Linked DNA regions of Sus scrofa: region 1 is linked to region 2. The links are chromatin contacts, called in public Hi-C maps. All regions are on one chromosome and are shown on one strand. Each heading gives the region's core, a stretch centred on a gene start, on an enhancer-like site or on the middle of the called end of the contact. The rest is flanking DNA. Distances are from core to core; before and after follow the strand shown. Region 1 has its middle 190 kb from the start of KLF12. Region 2 overlaps KLF12 (Kruppel like factor 12).

Region 1 (5,719 bases), core at 2,755-5,254, 430 kb after region 2:
ATAGATTATATCAAAGAAACCAGGCAAAAATAAATAAGTAAAAAGAGCCAGTGAAAGTCAATGATTTGCTTAAGTCCTAGGAGTTTGTTCAGAAGAGAAAGTGGGTGAGTGGATAGGGGGCTTGATGCTGGGACTTGGTGGCAGAATAGAGAGAAGAGTGAAAGGAAGGAAGTGAAATAAGCCTGGGTAATTACAAGAAGAGGGAAGGGAAAGTTGAGGTCACCAGAACAGAAGAAACAAAACAAGGAAGAATAGGAAAGAAAAATGAAAAGAGAAGAAGTATCAGTATAGTGCCTAAGAATACAAATAAGACATAATAAGGGAAGAATTAAAGATAACAAAGAGGTATGTTTCAGGACAGGCACCTCTGGCCATTGTTTGTTTTGTTTTGTTTTTTCTGTCTTTCTGCCTTTTCTAGGGCTGCTCCTGCGGCATATGGAGGTTCCCAGGCTAGGGGTCGAATCGGAGCTGTAGCCACCGGCCAACGTCAGAGCCACAGCAACACCAGATCCGAGCTGCATCTGCAACCTACACCACAGCTCATGGCAATGCTGGATCCTTAACCCACTGAGTAAGGCCAGGGATCGAACCTGCAACCTCATGGTTCCTAGTCGGATTCGTTAACCACTGAGCTGTGACAGGAACTCTTGGCCATTGTTTTCTAGTGAACAGATTCCAATAATTACAACAGTGTTTCTAGGCCTTCTTTGGAAGCCAGAATGATGAGGCAGAAAAGCTTTGGCATGAAAGAAAGATTATACTCTGGTCCTGTTTGTTGCTGTCTAGTTGAATGATCACTGCTAGATCTTTGAGCTGCTCTATTTTGTTCCCAAGATAAAATAAAAGCATATTTATAGCCTTTTTGCTCTCCAAGACTTTATGATTCTTAAATACATATTAGTTAAAATGATTAATCAGGAGTCAAAACTGGAATGTTATTGTTTATTCATGTCCTTAGGTTTTTTTTTATTGTAATTTGCTCATATTTTAATTTTCTTGTGTATCTCTTTTTATATCCCCAGTAGAAAGGGATAACACATGAAAATAGGTAGAACAACTTGTCATGCTTAAGCTCTCTGGATCTGTGACAGCAAGAGAATGTGCTAAATTATTTTTAAATATGTTAGCTTGAGAGGGCTCATTTAAATAGTTTCCTGAACTACTGAACAAATGTGTTCTTTTAAAGCCTAAAAGACTCAGTGAAGGTTATAGGTTGAATGCCTGGTCCAGATATGATTGAGAGACTAAATGCTTTTGGGTTCGAGTAATAGAAAATCCAGCTAAATAAGGCTTACGCATGTAACACATCTGGTAGCTGACAGTCGCAGAAATAGCCTCAGCTATTAAATACGATCAGCCAGGAGTCTGACGCCTTCTACCTTTCAACCTTTTGGTTTTGGCTGCATCCTTAGAATGCGGAAGGGATCGAACCTTCGTGAGAGCAATGATCTAAGCCACTGCAGTGACAATCCTGGATCCTTAGCTCACTGAGCCACACGGGAATTCCTACCCTTCAACTTTGCCATCTTTTTGTACTTGTTGGCTCATGGTTGCAAAATAGCTGCCACATCTCCAGATATCCTGTCTTCACATCAGTATTACAAGCAGAAAAGGGTAAGTTCCTATATACTATTTTGAGGCGAGAAGGGAAATGCTAGATTTTTCTTGATGTCTCATTGACCAGAACTGATTCACATGCCTTTTTTGGAAGAAGCCCTTTGACAGAAGGGAATGAGACTATCAAGAGTGACCTAGAAGAATCATGACTCTTGCCCTGGGGCTAAGTCAGGAACCTACCTTGCCTAAAATCAGAGGCTCTCTGCCCACTGCAAAGTCATGTTTCTCTTAGCAAGTAGGAATGGCATGATGACTACTGGGTAGGCAACTCACAGACTTGGCATTTTTAAGAGACGTATATGGGCAAAAATCTAGAGAAAATATTTCATTGGTGATTGGTAATTCAGGATGTCTCAATTAGATAGGATTCTGAACTAATGAATAAGCACTTTCTTCTTAGCAACTAAAAGCTTACTCCTCTTAGACAGCAATAGAGTAGATAAGGCCTCTTTAGGTCATTTTTTAATATATATATATTTTCCCCTTCTCAACATTTATTTCTATTATTTATCTCTAATTCTGTTTCTGCACTGATATTTTCCCAACTTTTTTTTGCTAATTTCCTTTCAGCTTTGTTTCATTCTTCAGACTCTGACTCACCATCTACTCTGTTCTAATATTAAATATGCAGCATTGCACATTTGATACTTACAAGAGTTCATTGGGATTCCTCCACGCCTTGAACCTTTTTCAGATATATGTTCAAACAGTTGGCTCTTCTCCCACTGTAGCCAGGTTATCGCACTGATTTATATCACCCAGCCATCCCTGCCCAACATTCACTTTGATTCTCTCCATGCTGTCTCTCTATAGATATTTGCAGCCGATACCGTGCCTTTGCAATTATGCAGAAGCAGGCATGGGCAAACGAAACCATATTTTTTTCTTTCACCAACCTAGGACTATATATTGATCCTTCCCTCTGCTCACCTTGAATGCTTTCCTTCTAATAAATTCCAGTCTCTTCTTGCACATTCGCACACTCCAATCCTGTATCTTTATCTTGTTAATTCTTTTCTCTTTATGCCCTACCTCTTCATCTGGCCAGCCACCATAGAGAGGTGCTCAAGCAAAGAAGGCATTAGAGCATAACTGAATTGGCTTCCTTGCCCACAGCATGTCCTGTGGGGAAAGGCAAGCCTTGGGACATCTGGTATACCTCCGTCCTTTGCTCACAGAGGCCAGAAGGGAGAGAACAGAAGGCTCGAGGTTTAGCCTTGGGAACTCTGGAACCAGTATAGAGTCAAGTGGAAATATCCTTTTCCCAGAGGCTGTTTCTAACTGGAGTTAGGGAAATAAACAAAAATAAAACAAACTAGAACCTCACAGATTCTAAAGAATATTGCTTTATCTGCTTTCACGCCTCTCCATATCATAAGAAGCGGGATTGGTAGGATTCAATGTGGAGTGAAAAGTTAGCAAAAATCTGGTGAGTCTGAGGTACATGAAATATCAACCAAGTCAATCTGGTAATGAACATGAAGTTGTCATTCCTGTAAAAGGAACAAGTATTAACAAAGTAGAAAACATATGCTGGGAACTGTGATTTTATAGTTAATCTCATATTTAATTTAATCCTCCATTGAATTTAATCCTCCATTGCACTTCATTGTTCCTGACGTCTAATACATAATACCATCATAACAGATCTTCTCTTTATGATCAACAAAACAGTAATCCTTCATCACAAGGAAGCAAAGAGGTATTTGTTAATTTACTTAATCAATTTATAGAGTTTGTAAAAGTACTCATTAAAGAAAGCAGGACACAAAGGACACATTTAATGAAGCATCTATGAAGTTATCACGAGCATGTTTTAAAAATACGAAAGAATGCTTCGACCAATTAGCTAAATATCCTCAAATGAATCAAACCCAGTAATTTTTAAAAGGAAAACTATTAAATTTCAAAATTTTCCAAAATTAGTGGGAATGGTTATATCAAAAATGAAATGCATATTTCATTTCATACACAAATAGTGATTTATCATTGGTTGAGCTGGCTTTAAGCCATTGAGTTTTAGGTGTATTTACCTGGTAACATAGCAAAGCTTTGATATGGTAGTTGCTCAAATTCTTTGCATCCTGAATCATCTCTGCTGTACATAGTGTCTGTGAGACACCACGGGCTCCTGTGTATGAGTTATGCCATTTGCAGGTGGTCCAACACGAACAGCTTTAGCAGCTTTCCAGCTGCTATGCAGCCTGTTCCTGCTCTCTAACCCCGGGCTGGACTCTGGCTCCCTATCTTATCTTGCTCCCTGTATTACAACTTTCTTTTGGCACCGGCGTATTTGGCTCTGAGTATTTGCTTGTGTACACCTATCCCTGACTCTGAGTTTTAACTCTTGCCCAGTCCTCCTGCCAACTTGGGTACAACAACTTGTGAAATAGTGCCACTGGTGACATTCGACACAGAGACCATGTGCCTCTTGCAGTGAGAAGATCAAAGCGCTCCCTAAGTCTGACCCAGTGCTGGCTGAAAAGCTGAACTATATCAGTGAACACGGTGACTACAGTTAGTGACTTTCTCAAGGCCATGGCTGCCCACTTAGAATGAGGCATGGAAGACTTAGGGAGTGCTTTGATCTTCTCACTGCAAGAGAGGCATAAGAAATGGAAGTAACTAGTGACAAAGACTGCACATTAGGAGGTTGCTGGAAAATGTCTGTGGCTTGTGTTCAGATAAATCACCTTTAAACAATTTTCCAACCTGAAGAGGTTGGGCTATTTTGGTAATTCTCACCTAGAAGATACTTAGAAAATAAACTGATTCCTCTGGAATAATCAAATAAGAAAATACTTGGAGTTCCCATTGTGGCTCATTGGTAATGAACCTGACAAGTATCCATGAGGATGTGGGTTTGATCCCTGGTCCCACGCAGTGGGTTAAGGATCCAGCATTGCCATAAACTGTGGTGTAGGTTGCAGACATGGCTCAAATCTGGCTTTGCTGTGGCTGTGGTGTAGATGGGCAGATGAAGCTCTGATTCAGTTCCTAACCTGGGAACTTCTATATGTCCCTAGTGCAACCCTAAAAAATGAAAAAAAAAAAATAGTAATTTGTGAACCAATGGTTAAGATTCCTATAATATGAAAATGTTAAGGATTAAAACTCAGAGCTCTTGTAACTGCCTTGCATTTATTGCAGAGCTCAAACCAATCCTGGTTTCAGACAGAAATTCTTCTCACAGATTTAATCACTGTTTGGTAGTTTCATGGAAAGAGTCCTAGAAGACTTTATGGTTTATTCCCAAGAAATGGGTTTTTGTTTGGGGCTCTTTAAAAAAAAAAACACATACAATGTTACCCACTAATTTAAACTATGGATCAAAGTATTACTATGAAAATTATGTTACCCAAGGAAAGTTTTTACTAGAACATGCCTATGACTCTCAAGAATATTGTAATATTTTGTAGTTTTCTGTGGCTACAAGAGTTCTGTTCAGATAACATAATAGTAGCAATCACCATTATTATGTACCTACTCTATGTCTGCCCCTCTGAAGATGCTTCACAGATATTACCTTTTACAGTGTTTATTCATCTTTCATAGGTGAGGACATTGATTCATAAAAATATTAATGTTTGCCTGAGCTCCCATAGCTAATAAGGGACAGAAATAAGATTCAAGTTCAGATATGTCACACTCCATTTGCAAAATGGAGAAGATGAGAATTAACACACATAGTAACTGTGAGGATTAAATGAAACTGTATATAAGGAAGCGTAACCAAGCAGGACCTATGGGGCTTTCCAGGGACATACGCCTCCCCCACATGCTCTACTTTAGCTCCTCTCTGAAGTACCCAGAGAATAGTATCTGATGGATATTTCCTGAGTTGTTTTAGGGATGGCAAAAACCTGACCAAACGAAAGAAATTAACTACTTGATGAACAGGAGCAGGTAGAGTCCCCAGACCTACAAGTGCCTAAGGATTGATAATGCTCGACCTTGTCACATCACCCTCTTACTTCACCACCAACCAATCAGAGAACTGTGCATGAGCTTATCGTATACCCTGGATGCCCCTCCTCACCTGGCCTTTAAAAATGTTTTGCTGAAACCCTTCGGAGGAGTTCTGGGTTTTTGAACATGAGCC
Region 2 (5,421 bases), core at 1,843-4,342:
AAACACTTGAATTCCCATCTTTAAAGAATCAGTAGTCAACGCTCTACAGTTGAAGTAATTTTTCAGATCATTTCTGGTAAGTTCCACCCCTATTTCTGTCCCAGAACCAGTCAGGGAGAGATCTTCATATCTCCCCAAATTAAAACACAAATCTGGGAGTTCCCTTTGCGGTTCAGCAGGTTACAAACCCCACTAGGATCCATGAGGATGCAGGTTTGATCCTTGGCCTCACTCAGTGGGTTAAGGATCCGGCATTGCTGTGAGCTGTGGCGCAGGCCAGCAGCTGCAACCTCAGATTCGACCCCTAGTCTGGGAACTTCCATATGCCACATGTGTGGCCCTGAAAAGCAAAAGCAAAAACAAAACCCCAAATCCCTCGTTATTTAAGGCTTAGGTCAGAACAAGTCATCTAAATAGTACTCATCAAAATTAGTATAATAGATTAATTTACTATGAAAATCTTCATGAGAAATAGAAGTTAGTCCCTGAGAAAACTCTGAAATGTTGTCTAAATCTCACCAAAAAAAATTATAGTATCTTCAAAAATGGGAAACATTGTTTAAAAATATAATAGTTAATAATCCTGGGAAACAAGCCATATCTGTTAGGGAAAAAATGTTATGCTCAGTTTTTGGTAAGTGAAGACGTTTGGCTGGAAATGGACTCTTGATGTCTGTTTAGGACTTTCCAAAGGAAAGGGAGATAAGGTAATTAGTCAGTAGAAATGTAATCTCTACAGAGAATCAAGAACAATTCTCTTTTAACACAGCCTATTAACATTTTCCATAAGACTTACAAATTCTCATAACTTAAACTGTATACTCACCAAGCAAACTTCTGATTATTCATTCGATTTCCCCGGACCCTGGACACTGGGGACGGATGTACCCTACAGGTAGATGAGAGTAATCCAGTCATTACAAGAGCATATTCCTGATGATAAATGAACGAATACAAAGGGATCTGGCTGATACATGGTCTCCTTTAGATTTGCATCATATAAGATGCCCTGGAACTTGATCACCTCTTGGGAAATGGATGCAGTTAAATACCTGCAGACCAAAAGCCTCTCTTTCCTGTTCCACCACTTTCACCATAACCAGCATTTGTCACAAAGTTCGCTGTGAAGATCCCCAAAAGCAGGACCACCAGTTTTAATAAGTTAATTCATGCATTCAGGCCAACAAAAAGTTTCTGTTGCCTATGTAGTCCTTGCCAGGTTTAAGAGCACATAAAAGTAATGCTGGAGTTCCCACTGTGGCTCAGCGGGTTAAAAACCTGTTGAGTATCCATGAAGATGTGAGTTCGATCCCTGGCCTCGATCAGTGGGTTAAGGATACCGCATTGCCATGAGCTTGGTGTAGGTCACAGCTTGGATCTGGTGTTGCTGTGGCTGTGGCACAGGCTGGCAGCTGCAGCTCCGATTTAACCCTTAGCCTGGGACCTTCCATATACTGCAGGCGCAGCCCTAAAAAAAAAAAAAAAAAATGTAATGTAAGGTCTGGTGTTGGCCCTGAATAAACCTTTTCTGCTATCTGTTCTCACAAGGAGGACAAAGGAGACAGTCTAAGTACACACTTCCTCAGTCGACCTGTAGATTTAAAGCCCTAAAAAGCAAGATAACGAAGGGGATCAGGATAAGCCACCCCAAAGTACACTCCTTTGGCATAAGGATTATTTCAATTGGAAAGCAACTGAGAAACTGCAGGCACAGAAAGCTGCCTACCTTCCCTTTATTTTTTATTTTATATTTTTTTGCCATGTTCATAACACATGGAAGTTCTCAGACCAGGGATCGAATCCACAGCACCACAGTGACAACGCTGGATCCTTAACCCGCTGCACCACCAGGGAACGCCTCTACGTTCCCTTTATATACCTAACAGCAGGGCATAAACTTAAGTTTTGCTAAGGATATTTTCATTTGTAAAGGTGTTCGCCCTCCCATACCAGGAAGAGGAGGAGATCAAAGCACAACTCATCACCAGAAATGGTACAGAGATGAGTTGGCATAAACCACCCTTATTTTCCATTAGTTTCCCCCCTACACTTCCTAGTTACCTTTCGAAAATTTGCTCCCCTAGAACCCCAGGCCCTCTTTCCTTTTGACAAGTATTTCTCCACCATTTATTACCTCTGTTAAGATGGTATATAAGCTCCAAATTCAGTTTTTTTTTTTTTTTTTTTTTTGGTCTTTTTGTCTTTTTGCCTTTTCTAGGGCCACTTCTTGTGGCATATGGAGGGTCCCAGGCTAGGGGTCCAATCAGAGCTGTAGCCGCCAGCCTCTGCCTGAACCACAACAACAGATCCAAACCGAGTCTGCAACCTACACCACAGCTCACGGCAACGCCGGATCCTTAATCCACTGAGCAAGACCAGGGACCAAACTCGACATCTCATGGTTCCTAGTCGGATTTGTTAACCACTGTGCCACGATGGGAACTCCCAAATTCAGTTTTTTTAAGCCAAGTCCACACCATGAAGAAATTCTGGGGCCAGGGATTGAACCCATGCCACATCAGTAACCAGAGCTGCAGCAGTGACAATGCCAGATCCATAATCCACTGAGCCACCAAGGGACTCCTATAAACTCCACATTCTAACCACCCCTTTGAGTTACTCACCACTGAGTACATGCATGTATACATGTTTTTGTGTAAACAATCTGTTTTTTTCCTCTTGCTAATCTATCTTTTGTCAGTTTAATTTGCAGGCCCTCAGACACTAAACCTTAGAGGGTAGAAGAAAAAAAAAAGTTCTCCCTTACTTCAATAGCTTCATTCAGATGTCCAGGCACAGAAGCACGGGGGATGGGGGAGAAAGGATAGATGAATAGGTATTTCCAGGAGAAAGAGCTTCTATATGTGATGCTCTGAGCCGGAAGGGAGATGCAATCAATTCAAAACTTTAGCTAAACCACGGGGAAAAGGTAGCAAAGACTACATTGCTTTACAAGCTTCCAGGGTTGGAGTCACCCACTGGTAATAGCTTAAATTTCTAGGAACCGCCAGTATCTTCTAAGCAGGAACTACCTTGACTCTCCATGAACCTCCACTTTTTTGCAGATCACTTACTGGCAACACAATTTACTCTACTTCCTGTTCTCGTGGCCAACTTCCTGCTTTGTTCCGTCTCTACCAGGGTTCGTGAGATCTAGGCAGGCTTTAAGCTCCTGTTGCTTTTACTCTTCGTGTCTCAGACATTCTTATGTTCAAGACAAGAAAGAAAACAGGGATTTTAAAGGGCTCTTCAAGTCCAGTCGGAACCACCAGCCCCAAGGTTTATTAGCATCCTAGGTCTTCGCAGTTGTTCAGTGAGGGAAAATCCTTTCAAAACAGCTAATACAGTTCTAGCCCCTCAGAAGAGCCAACGGCAGTCTTTCTGTGAACCCAGAGCCAGACTGCACTTTGCACTCGGAAGGCTTATTTCTTCCAACATCCCTTATTAACATTCTTTTCCTCACAGTGCTGCTCAGTGGCTGCTGCAGCTGAGCTGCTCAGCACAGGTTTTCTGCTCCATATGGGGGAGGGGATGTTAATTATGCAGAAAGATGGAGAGAGGCCAGACAGCCCCTCTGGTGAACTGTCTCATTCAAGCTCGGCCCACTTCCTGCTGTTTTGCAGCTACAAGGATCACCTGTTGGTCTTGGCATCTGGCCAACCTGGGGCCTAGCGGAAATGACAGACTCAGCTAGAAATGAAAGCCAGCTCATATTCCAGTCCCCCCAACTGGAGAGAGAGAGAGTGCGCAAACAAACATGCAAGAAAAATGCCAAAGAATTATACACAAGGTAGCAAGATTCCTTTCTTTCTTCTCTTCTTTTTCTCTGTCTGCTTGAAAAACAATCATCAAAATGGAATGGTGAGCCCCAAAATGTCTTCCCCAGTAAAACTCCCCTGACCTAAGGGAAAATGCAGGAAATCTTCTTGAACCTTCCCTACACCCCGCCCCCCACCAACCCAGGGATTTCAGAATCCTGGTGCCTAAATACAATGTTAAGGTGTAACAGTCCAAATACTCACAGTTCTTTAATTCACTCTGTTTCCTTTAAATGTTTATCTCATATTACTTCCTCCTTATCCCTATTTCTATTCATCAAGATAATTCCACCAGGTGAAGTTCAATGATAGAGAAGTATTCACTTATTGATGTTTCTTATTGCATATATCAATGGAAAAAAATGGGTCTGTTGAACTTATAATTACAACATTCTCTAGGTAATGGTATCTTTTAGCAAAACTTCATTGATCCATAGATCAAATACTGTAAGTAGATAATTTCTGTAACAGTTGAACAGTCTTCAACGAATTCCTGATTGTCTCTGTATGACCAAATACTTATTATAAGCCTTCTTAAATTAAGATGGTAAAACAAGAAAGCTTTTTGCCCTTTCCAAAGTGAGGAAATTGATAACCTGGAGCTCACTTTACCCAGTAAAACAGACCATAAAGGTTTGCATTTCAGCTACCCTCCCCCCTAGTTTTATTTCTTCAAAAGAATATGCAGTGTTTCTGTGAGCTCAGAGTCTTTAAATCGTGATACTTTTTTTTGCCATCACCTACCTCCTTTCCACATATAGCAGCCAGGCAGGTAGCAAAGTCAAAACCCCAGTAGGAGAAACCACCATCTAATCTGCATGTCATGCATTATTCATGACCTCCTGATTCCTGCACCTGCATCCAGGCAGGAAGCTTGCAGGGAATGTTCATTATTCTTCCCTTAGCCTCACACAGGCTCGATTACTGCTAAGCCACTTTGTTCTATAACTAAGGGTTTCAGCCCTGAGTACTAACCGCTGGATATGGCAAGGAAAAAAAAAAAAAATCACCATGCTGAAAAAAAGGGCAGTCTTGGTTGTTGCATAACATGTATTGAATCCTACAATGGGCCCTTCTGAGACTGACAGTTTATGTCAGATAGAAATGCTTGCATTTGGTGATTTACATTACATAGAAAAAAGGAAGCTATAATATTAAGGCCATGTACACCAACTGTTCTATTTATATACTCTTACTCATCTGAGGCAGACAGCATGTTTATAATTTTACGCAACAAGGGCTTAATTTAGCTTTCTTGCTAAGCATGTGAGAACTTTTTAGATACCTTAATACAAGAATGACTCTTCCTTCTTTGGATATAAGCACTAAAGGACCTGATGCTCGAATCTTGTATTTTAAGGACTACCATTTATAGTTCATCAAGAGAATGCAATCACTCTGGTTTTCAGTGTTTCCTGAACCTACCTGGACAGCAGGTGCCTGGTGGTGGGATGTGAAACCCTCAGGCCCAAAGCAAATTCTTGATCCCTGATGAACTGCTAGGAAGGGCATCCTACCTTTTTACTACAGCTCCACTGCAGAAAAGCTGTCACAACTTCAATCTAATCCTATAGCCTCTGGTGGAATCAGGATGAAGTACTGA

Evidence for each region. Hi-C and Micro-C count contacts between places; a contact is called where the count stands out from the background.
Region 1: a Hi-C map of psoas muscle shows a contact between it and region 2, with 1.8 times the contacts expected there. The contact joins two enhancer-like sites. A contact is called at or near these places in 2 of 47 Hi-C or Micro-C datasets (embryonic fibroblasts and psoas muscle).

Annotation. Positions count from the first base shown.
Region 1 is chr11:46,495,212-46,500,930 of Sscrofa11.1, forward strand. It overlaps a transcript of KLF12 not described here. Among named protein-coding and RNA genes, the nearest start is that of KLF12, 190 kb to the left of the region's middle. Within about 2 kb of position 4,005, at least 5 of the 83 cell types and tissues checked have an H3K27ac peak or open chromatin away from gene starts, as enhancers often do.
Region 2 is chr11:46,068,354-46,073,774 of Sscrofa11.1, forward strand. It overlaps KLF12 (Kruppel like factor 12), which reads right to left. Exons shown (of 7, transcript NM_001134347.2): 5 at 827-889. Among named protein-coding and RNA genes, the nearest start is that of KLF12, 240 kb to the right of the region's middle. Within about 2 kb of position 3,093, at least 37 of the 83 cell types and tissues checked have an H3K27ac peak or open chromatin away from gene starts, as enhancers often do.